Linked DNA regions of Sus scrofa: regions 2 and 3 are each linked to region 1. Evidence: chromatin contacts called from public Hi-C and promoter capture Hi-C data. All regions are on one chromosome and are shown on one strand. Each heading gives the region's core, a stretch centred on a gene start, on an enhancer-like site or on the middle of the called end of the contact. The rest is flanking DNA. Distances are from core to core; before and after follow the strand shown. Region 1 holds the start of C1H15orf52. Region 2 holds the start of ANKRD63 (ankyrin repeat domain-containing protein 63). Region 3 holds the start of KNSTRN (small kinetochore-associated protein).

What was found. Promoter capture Hi-C pulls out the DNA fragments that hold promoters and counts their contacts. A called contact is a pair of places that touch in the nucleus more often than the background predicts.
Region 2: a contact with region 1 is called in a promoter capture Hi-C map of liver, with 2.9 times the contacts expected there. The contact joins the promoter of ANKRD63 here to the promoter of C1H15orf52 in region 1. A contact is called at or near these places in 1 of 5 promoter capture datasets (liver), 4 of 47 Hi-C or Micro-C datasets (embryonic fibroblasts, epiblast stem cells, fetal heart ventricle and 1 more) and 2 of 2 datasets of contacts at active chromatin or transcription factors (alveolar macrophages and skeletal muscle).
Region 3: a contact with region 1 is called in a Hi-C map of liver, with 2.9 times the contacts expected there. The contact joins the promoter of KNSTRN here to the promoter of C1H15orf52 in region 1. A contact is called at or near these places in 5 of 47 Hi-C or Micro-C datasets (embryonic fibroblasts, epiblast stem cells and liver) and 2 of 2 datasets of contacts at active chromatin or transcription factors (alveolar macrophages and skeletal muscle).

What each region holds. Positions count from the first base shown.
Region 1 is chr1:130,973,005-130,976,187 of Sscrofa11.1, reverse strand. C1H15orf52 reads right to left here and starts at 1,553. Exons shown (of 12, transcript XM_003353393.4): 1 at 1,484-1,553; 2 at 1,396-1,481; 3 at 491-604; 4 at 99-206. The coding sequence starts at 1,538.
Region 2 is chr1:131,030,964-131,034,146 of Sscrofa11.1, reverse strand. ANKRD63 (ankyrin repeat domain-containing protein 63) reads right to left here and starts at 1,528. Exons shown (of 1, transcript XM_021097815.1): 1 at 1-1,528. It overlaps PLCB2 (1-phosphatidylinositol 4,5-bisphosphate phosphodiesterase beta-2), which reads right to left. Exons shown (of 32, transcript XM_021097762.1): 32 at 2,283-3,183.
Region 3 is chr1:130,928,509-130,931,691 of Sscrofa11.1, reverse strand. KNSTRN (small kinetochore-associated protein) reads left to right here and starts at 1,520. Exons shown (of 9, transcript XM_005659751.3): 1 at 1,520-2,083; 2 at 2,247-2,341. The coding sequence starts at 1,875.

The DNA.
Region 1 (3,183 bases), core at 304-2,803:
ACATGAATGGGGAAGCAGAGGAGCAGGGGCAGCTGGGCCTCCCCCTCCTAGCCAGCACCCGACCACCCCCCACCTCCCAGCTCTGGAGTGGGGCTTACTCCAGGAACCTGGCTGATGGTGACAGTGAGGCCGTCAGGACGGAGGAGCTCCGGCGTGGTCACCGCTATGCCCCCCTGCTCCGCCTGCCGACGGTCTTCCTGTATCTCCTGCAGGAGGGCCTGGGGTCAGCACAGGCCATACCCGCCCCAGATGCACAGAGACAGAGACACTGACAGGCCTACACAGAGAAACACCGGTGAGACACCAGGGGCAGAGGCACCCCATCATGGGGTCCCCAAGACCCTCTCAGAGCCTCTGAGATGGAACACACCCACCCTACTCCTGGCCCCAGGCCCAGAGCCTGCAGGGAGAGATCACCATGCAGGGGTCTGTAGGTCAGATCTCGAAGGCCAACTCAGTCAGTCCTCCCGGCCCGTCACAGCCCACTCACCTGGTACCTGCGCAGTAAGGCCTGGTTCTTCTTGCGAAGGGCAACTATCCTCCGGTCCAGCTCTGCATCCTTCTCCTCCTGCCTGCTCATCGGGGACTCAGCCCCATGAGGCCCCTGCTGAGGGCAGGGGGCCCAAGCTCCTGACTCCTGGGCCCAGGCCTTCCTAGGTCCTCAGCTTTCACATACCCACCCAACCATACTCTTACCACCCAAAGAAGAGACCCCAGACCCAGAGCTAGGGTCCCATGGAAGGCCCCAAGCCCCCACCCCGCTAGACCTGCCTGTCCATCTCTCTGCCTCCTCCGGGGTTCAGGTTAGGGCCTCATATCCAGGCCCGCAGCTCCCAGCACTGGCTGCCCCTCCCCCAGGCTCTCCAGGGAGCGCCACTGCTGAGCAGAGCCTGGAATGGGAGTTATAAATGGCTCTGGCAGCGGAACCTGCCGTGACTGGGAAGTTGCCAGGGGATTCAGGAGGTCGGGGGGAGCTGTTTGGCTCCCAGGCCCAGAACCGCAGTGAAGAGAAAGGTCCCTACTCCGTCCTGGGCTCCCAGGCCCTGCACCCCACTCCCCAGGCCTGTGCCCAGCTTGTGGGAAAGAAGCGCTCCCACAGGCCCAACCTCTCTAGGCTGCGAGCTGCTGGCAGTCGGGGCAGGAAGGAGCCGGCTCCATGGGCAGGCCCAGCCCAGGAGGCGCCCTGGGAACAGGGTGCCTCGGCATTGAGATCCCTGGGTCCCTCTCTTCTGGCTGCTGAGATTCCGTTGTGGCCAATGCCCCTGCCCAGCTCCCCCACCCGCCCCGGCACAGCCCTCTTCCTCCCAGGCCCAGCTGTCCCCAGCTGCCCCAGAGTGTGGCCGCCTGATGTCCCAGCCCCAAGAAGCCCCCCGCCAAAGGCAAGGTGCCACTCACAGCCGAGTGCATGGCCACAGAGGGCACCGAGAGAATTCCAGAACAGTCTTGGGGGAGCCAGAGCGGGAGGGAAGCCGGAGCCACAGAGCCGGGCCTCTGCCGGTCTCTCCCTGCCGGCTTTGCAGCTCAGCACACGAGATCATGTTGTGATTACAAAAGACTCCTCTGGGCTCCCAGCCAGGAACTCCGCGGCCACTGCCCCCACCCATCCACTCTCAGAGGGCGAGGACCCAGGGCACCAGCAGCCAGCTGGCCCTGCCCGGCACCTCCCTGCCCCAGCGTCCCCAGACAGACTGGTAGGGGTTTCTTCCTGGCAGGCTAAGCCCCCATAGAGGGCCTGGCTGCCCCAGGCCCTGTGACCCAGTAACACCCCTGCCTGGTCCTGCTTGCAGACAGAGGGGCACCTAGGAGGCCTCTGTCCCTCCCATTAGTAGATAAAGACCTACAGCCCAGCCCACTGCACTCCCTGGTATGAGGGACCACCCCCACCCCCCACCCTCAAAATGAGCCTCACCTCACTCTCCTCATCTGCGCTGATTTAAGTAATTCAAAGGGATCAAGAAGCTCACTTTCCCTAAGCCACCAAGTACTACTGCATACCTAAAATAACACTATTAGTCATGCATTCCTTAGGTGGAACATAGCCTGTATTTTATTTTGATTTTTTTTTCTTTGTAGGGCCTCACCTGCAGCCTATGGAAGTTCCCAAGCCAGGGGTCAAATTGGAGATGCAGGTGCCAGCCTACACCATAGCCACAGCAATAGGGGATCTGAGATACATCTGTGATCTATGCCAGAATTTGCAGCAACGCCGGATCTTTAATCTAATGAGTAAGGCCAGGGATCAAATGCACATCCTCAAGGACACTATGTCAGGTTCTTAACCCATGGAGCCACAACAGGAACTCCTGGCCTGTATGTTAAAGTACAGCTGCTTCCCTTGCTATGGGGAAATTCCTGCAGGGCCTGTGCCACCACAGCTCAGGCTCCTGACTCTGGGCCCTTCCTGGCCATGTTCTCCGGGGATAGTCCTTTCAGCCTCTCGGATCCTGAGAAAGGATGCAGCTTTTCTTGGGAAAATTTCTCCCCACATCTTCCCAGTACACCTGAGGCTGCTGTCTCTGCTCAAGGGAGCAGCTTGTCTGGTGATCCCAACCCTTAGATCCCAACCCTTGGTATCAGGAGCACCTGGTTCAATAGTAATATGTCCTCTGGAGTTCCCACCGTGGTTCAGCGGAAACAAACCCAACTAGTATCCATGAGGATGCAGGTTCGATCCCTGGTCTCACTCAGTGGGTTAAAGATTCGGCATTGCTGTGGCTGTGGTGTAGACCAGCAGCTGTAGCTCTGATTTGACCCCTAGCCTGGGAACTTCCATATGCCCTAAATGGGGCCCTAAAAAAAAGAAAAAAGGGCAGAAAAAAATTAATACAAAATAGTAACATGAAGAGTTCCCATTGTGGTGCAGCGGAAACAAGTCCGACTGGCACCTCTTCCTCCCTCCTCCCTGGTAGTATGGGAAGAGGGAAAGGGGCTGGGCTGCCATGTTTCACCCTATGCCTTCCACTGCGCCAAACGGAAGGCCCCCTGGTGGCGTTCTTCCAATTTACAATGGCCTGTTGGGATCACAGCCTTTGCCCTTTTCCAGAGCATATATAGCGTCATCCCACTTGGTTATTAAAATAATTATAAGGAGTTCCTGTCATGGCGCAGCAGAAATGAATCCGACTAGGAACCATGAGGTTGCGGGTCCGAACCCTGGCCTCACTCAGTGGGTTAAGGATCCGG
Region 2 (3,183 bases), core at 279-2,778, 58 kb before region 1:
CCGCGCGTGGGCGGTGGCGGCCGAAGGTCCTGAGCTTCCCGCTCTGTCCTCCAGCTGCCTCGCCGTTCCTGGGCAGCACGCCTGGCGTCTCACTGCTCCTTCCCCGAGCTTCCCGCCTGGAGGTGTAGATTGCGCGCTACTCCGGGCTCCGCGCCTGACCCGCCACAAGACGACGGGAGCCGAAGCTCCGGACCCTCCTGACTCTTCCGCTGCTTTCCCTTTGTCCAGTGCCCCTCAGTCCCTCGTAGCTGGAAGCCGCGCCACTCACCGGCACCCGGGGCAGCCCCGCTCCCCTGCTGAGACGGTGGCGCCAGCCGTGCGCGGCTGCCTCCAGCCCTGGCGGGGCGCGCCGCTCCTCAATCTGCTGGCGCCGCTTCTCCGCCTCCTCCCCTCTAGCGGGGGCCGGGCCACACCAGGGCGCTTGCTCCATACTTGGGGGGCTCGGCGGCAAGGGAGCGGCAGCCCGGCTGGGTACCTGGCTTTATAGCCTCAGGGGTCTCCATGGCAATAGCTGCCCTGAAAGCGGGCAGGCAGTCAGGGCAAAAACTGACGGGGCGGCGGAGACCACCCCTGACCCCCCCCCCCACTTGGGCCAAGACGTCGGGGAGCAGCTCCTCCTCCGCGCTTCCCCGGGGCTGCGGCGGCGGGGGCTGGGCTGGGGATGCACGCAGGGGGCCACATGCATTCGACCGGGCCAATCCCAAAGTCACAGTCTTCTCTCCCCACCCTCCACCCCTAGCGGAGTCGGTATCCTGGGCTCCTTAGAAACTAGCGGGACTCCGAGCCCGTCGAGGAAGACGAGGGCCACCCCTAGCGGTACGGGTGTAAGGAAATGGGACCTCATGAAGCAGAATTGGACCATAAGCGAGCTGGAGTTGGCGGCGAAAGGCAGACCGGGAGTAAATCACTCGCCAAATCGAAGGAGGGGGTACTTGCGCTGCGCGGGTTTGGGGGTGCTCAGCCTGCCTGCGATGTGCCACTCGAAGCGAATCACTCACGCACACACAATTGTTCCGCACACGCTCACTCGGCTCAGGGCTGGGGGTGGAGAAGTGCATGCTCCAATCTCAGACGTCTCCAACCCCGACAACGTGCCCGCCTGCCAGCTCCTGAGAAGCTGCCAGAGCCGAGACGCAGCGACCGAAGCGGGAGTCTTGGGATCTGGGAATGCTGCAGTCGCGTTAGCAACTCCTCCTCGCTGCCGCCCCAGAAAGAGTGAGGAACATGCAGGGCTCCCCCCAGGGTCCCTGTCTCCCTCTCAAGCAGAAAACAACTCCGAGACCACAGAGCTCTGACCGTGACCACTAGCTGACCCCTTCTAAGAGGAAGAAGAGAGCACGAGTCTATAGGGCGTGGGAAAACCACTACATACCCTCTCCCTGGCCCGCTGCTCTGCTCTGGGGGCGAGGGAGGGGTGCGCAGGCCTTGGTGGAGGGGAGACAGAGCGCCTCAGAGCTGCAGAGGGTGGGAGGGTGTGTAGAGCTGGAATGGATATTTGTGAAGTAAGAAGTGAGTCAGGTAGCGACCACAGAATTTACTGAGACTTGTCATGAGCCCGGTATTGAGTTTCCAGCTGTGGGAAGTACAGAGGGGGAAGTTTGGTTCAGGATAGAAGAGACCCCTCTTAAGCAAGAAGACAAAACTGGGACGTTTAAAAAAAAAAAAAAAGAATTTATCGCCTGGGGGCTGAATAAGTCTGTTAAAGACAAAACCAAGACCATCCCTAGATGAAAAGGTGAAGTGGTGCGGAAGGGAGATAGGGTCTTCTGAAGACAGGGCTTCTGAGATGGTCTTCAAGGATGTGTGGGCTCTGGCTGTTAAGCAAAGCAGACATTCCAGCTCGGGTTACTGAGGCAAGGGCATGGAAGCAGGAAAAATACTTTGAGGGGATAGTGTTGAGGGCTGCTTTAAGGAGTCCTTGCCTATGAAAGACAGGAAATTAAGGGAAGAATAAAGGTGTCCTCAGCCTGGGCACAGCAGTAATCAGAAGCTTTGCAGCAGGTCTGCCTGAGGGAAGGTATGGCTTCTGGGAAAAGCCAGTGGGCCCAGATGAGGGAGGGGCAGACAGGGCATGAGGCCCTGCTCCATGAGCCTTCCTCTCCTCTCTCCAGCTCCCTGGCTCCAGGGATGCCAACATGGAGCAGGGGCTCCCCCTCCTCTCTTTCCTGGGGGGAGCATGTGATGGATGCCTGTGTGTGTACATCGTGAACCCCCCCCCTTTTTCCTTTTGGTTGATTTTCTCTCATGGTGTCACAGAAAGGTCACAGTATTTGACAGCAGAGTTAAGTCCTAGTTTGAAGGAATTTACTAGCAGTGTGGCTCCAGGCCTGCATTCTCTCATCTGCAAAAGGAAACCCATAACACCAGCCCTGCTGACTGCACGCAACAGCAAGCTGGAGAGTGTCAGGAAAAGAGCTGCACAGTTTTTCAGAGCTCAAAAAGCCCAATCCCACTCCCAGACCTGGAAGTCCCTCCTCAGTGTCACCCAGGATGGGTATAGATTCTCCAACTCCAGGAAGGATGTAGAAACGTTCTCCCTGTTTACTCAGGTAGTAGAAGAGAAGGCTTTCTTTCTTTTGTGACTCAATTTCCCTTTTTTGTAGCATGAAGGAAATTTCTTTCTTCCTTTCTTACTGTTTCCAGGGCTAGGGGAGGGGGCGCCCTAGGAATCTGTGTGTGGCAGGCCAGCCTGACAAGCCAGGCAGTGACACCTCCAGGTGGAGGAGAGAAGCAGCAGGAACATGGAAGGGGGCACTGGTCCCAAAGAGCCATGCCCCTCCTCCCTGAGCCTCCCAGAGACATCTCAGCCTCACTGATGTCCCTGTTTTCTGTGGCGGATAGAGACAGTGCAGGGAAGAAGAGGAGCTGGGGCAGGACCTGGTCTGTAAGAGGGTGCCAGGCTGGGTCCTCTTGCAGGGTCCTCTTTGGAAGGAGCAGCCCTTTCTGTTGCTCCAGCTAGCAGTGCCATCCCAGTCCTGGCCTGGCTGACCTGTGGGGGGGGTGGGGAGCAGGGGGTATTGCCAGGTCTCAGGCCCTGGAGCCTTTGCTCTGACTTGCCTGTGGGCTCAATATGTTCTGAGCAGAAAAGAAATAGCAAAGATGAAAAAAAGCTGCGACTCTGCTGCGGAGCACAGAGGCACCAACAGCCGGAATTAGAAGCTGTCGCTTAGAGAGCTGAAGGCT
Region 3 (3,183 bases), core at 271-2,770, 44 kb after region 1:
TGGTGATTTCATCCAATATTATAGTTTTAAATACATACAAATACTCATAATTCACAATAGTATATCTCCAACCCAGACTCTCCTCTGGGCTCAAAGCCTGTATTTCCAGCTGCCCGCTTGACAGCTCCACTGGAATGTCTCAAAGGCATTTCAGATTTACCATGTTCAAAGCTGAATTTTCAGCCCCCACCCCCCCAAACACAAAATAATGACTCTATCCACACAATTATTCAAGCCTGGGAGTCATCCTTAAACTATCCCTCTTCCTTACCCCTCCTTCCCCCATATCCAGTCTAATACTGAGTCCTGAGATTCTGCTTCCAAAAGCTGTCTTAAGTGCGTCTGCCTCTCTCCATCTCCACCACCACTATCATCTCAGCCAAACCACCATCATCTCTCACTTGATTAATTACAGTAGCCTCCCAACTCTCTCTAATTTCACTCTTGCTCTCCTTCAGTCCATTCTCCATGGAGTAGTAGTCACAGTGAACTTTTTAAAATATAAATTGAATGGCACCCTCCTGCTCTAATACTTCAAAGACTTCTAATTACTCTTAAGGAAAAAAATCTCTTTATATTTGAACTACAACCTGGTTATCTTTGGTCTACAAAGATAGACCATTTGACTGTCATTTGACTGCTTATCTCTCCAGCTTTGACGGTGACATTCTTCTCCCATCTTTTTTCGTCCCTCTAGGAAAAGCCCATTCCTACCTTGAGATTTCACATTTCTCTCCTCTTCCCCCATTGTTCACCTGATTAACTCCTCCTCATCCTTTGTTAGTCAAACATCACCTCTGATGTCTTCCTTGAACTACAATTTAAACTAGGTTTTGAGAGTTCCCATAGTGGCTCAGCAGGAACAAACCTGACTAGTAACCATGAAGACAAGGGTTTAGTCCCTGGCCTCACTCAGTGGGTTGGGGATCTGGCATTGCCATGAGCTGTGGTATAAGTTGCAGAAACAGTTCAACATTGCTGTGGCTGTGGCATAGGCGGGCAGCTGTAGCTGCAATTTAACTCCTAGACTGGGAACTTCCATATGCAGTGGGTGCGGCCCTAAAAAGCAATAAACAAACAAACAAACTAGGTTTCCTTGGAGTTCCCTGGTAGTGCAATGGGTTAAAGATCCAGAGTTGTTACTGCTCATTGTTCTGGGGTACATTCCATCCTGGTCCGCATGCTGCACGTGCTGCCAATATAAATAAATTAAAATAAACTAGGTTTCCTTGCTTTTCCCTCTTCCCTCATAGTTTTACTACAGTTGGTAAATATAAACTTTTTTTTACAGCTGAATTGAGACACATTGACTAGTTTATGAGATTATTTGCTGTTTCCTAGAGGGCAGAGTCCAGGAGGTTAGACTTTTTTTTTTTTTTTTTTTTTTTTTGTCTTTTTAGGGCCGCACCTGTGGTTAGGGGTCGAATGGGAGGTGCAGCTGCCCGCCACAGCCACGTGGGATCCGGGCCACGTCTGCCACCTACACTGCAGCTCAGGGCAACTCCAGATCTTTACCCACTAAGCCGGGCCAGGGATGGAACCCGCATCGTCATGAATACTAGTTGGTTTCTTAACTCTACCATTCTCCACCCCGTAAGGTGTAGTTTTCGGCCCACCCACCTCTATGCTCCTGGCAATTGAGCATCATGCAACACCCCTGACAATCACAGACCAAATAAAGAAAAGGATTGTGACATGAACTCTAAAGGTGACTGCGTTTGCGTCCCAAGGCCAGAATATGACGCTGGTAGGTTCATAGCTCCATTCAAGTCGGCGAAGTGCACCACTCCCCTCCCCCGCCCAGACCTGGGGGCTCTCACACCCATCGCCAGGAAGCTCAAGCTCGCCCCTCCACTCTGGACCTTCCGTACAGCATGGCAGCCCCCAAAGGCGTCACCCATAGTAGTGGCTTCCGTACAACATGGCTGCCTACAGGGAGCTCACCGCACCCCCTCCCGCCAGGCCACCGGAAGTTTCCATTTGAAACCGAGGCGGCGGACTCTGTCGGCGCTACGGCAGTTGCTGCCCGGCATCTTTTGAACTCGAGTGACGAGGCCTGCGGGCAGGAGCAGCAGGCGCCTAGGTTCGGCTCTCCTGGGTCTGGAGACTGGCTGGGTGTAGGAGGCCCATGGGATGGACTGGGAATTGAAGAATTTTCTCTATTCCACGTCGTGCTCTCCTGGGGCCCTCCGTCAGCTTGGGTTCCCTGGGCCAGCCCTGGGTAACATTCAGCTTGTGCCTTCCAGGCCCCAGTCGTGCTGCCTCGTTACGATGACCAGCGTGGTTAAGACAGTGTACACCCTGCAGCCCACTTCTGTGCTGAGCAGCTGTCTGGCCGCAGGTGGGTGCCTATGCCGTCCCCACCCCCGCCCCCAGGGCGCTGCCTGGGGTGGTCAGGCCAGGGAGTACGAGGAATCAAATTGGCAGCTGAGAATGGAGGGTGTCGGCAGGGAAGGGCATTCTGTCGGCTCTGAGAGCCCACTAACTCCCTTAGAACCGGACTGTCTAGACTTATGGGAGTTAGGGAAAGAGCCAGATGGTGGGACTTTGTAGATTCGCCCTATATCCGGATTCCCCCAAGCTGAGCATTCACCAATTAGATTTAAGTTGATGATTATTTTATAGTGTTATCCCATTAAGCTAGGAATCCCTTTTTAAACATTTGCCAGTTTTATTTCCAGACTTGGGGTATCTGGAGGTACTGGGTTTGTTGTGACTGAGGGGAAAAGAGAGTCATTTGAAAGACAGGATACTTATTAGGGAGAAGCAGTCGGTTCACATGGTATCTGGTTCACATTTGTAACTGTACAGTGTGTCTCACATAGAACATAATAAACATTTTTTTGGGTGAAGTGAGAGAGAAGGGACAGGCCTAGCTAGTATTTGGGAACCTTGGAAGAAGAGACATGGTTAAAAGCAATGTTTGATTGCTTTGCCATCAGGCTTTGTGTTCTTTGGTTTGTGGTTGCAAGTCATCGCCTAGAGCCTGCAGGTGTGGAGCTGCCTAATCTAGAGATTGTAGCCCAGAACAGGCTTCAAACATCAGCACCTTTGGTGGGAGATTTTGAAGCAGCTGGTTAAGATCCCTTCCCAGTGACTCCACGCAGTTGATTGATGAGCACTAGCAGGATTGACCTGTGAAGTAATAGGCTTTTCTCCAAAAGCCTAAAGTGCTGTGGGAGT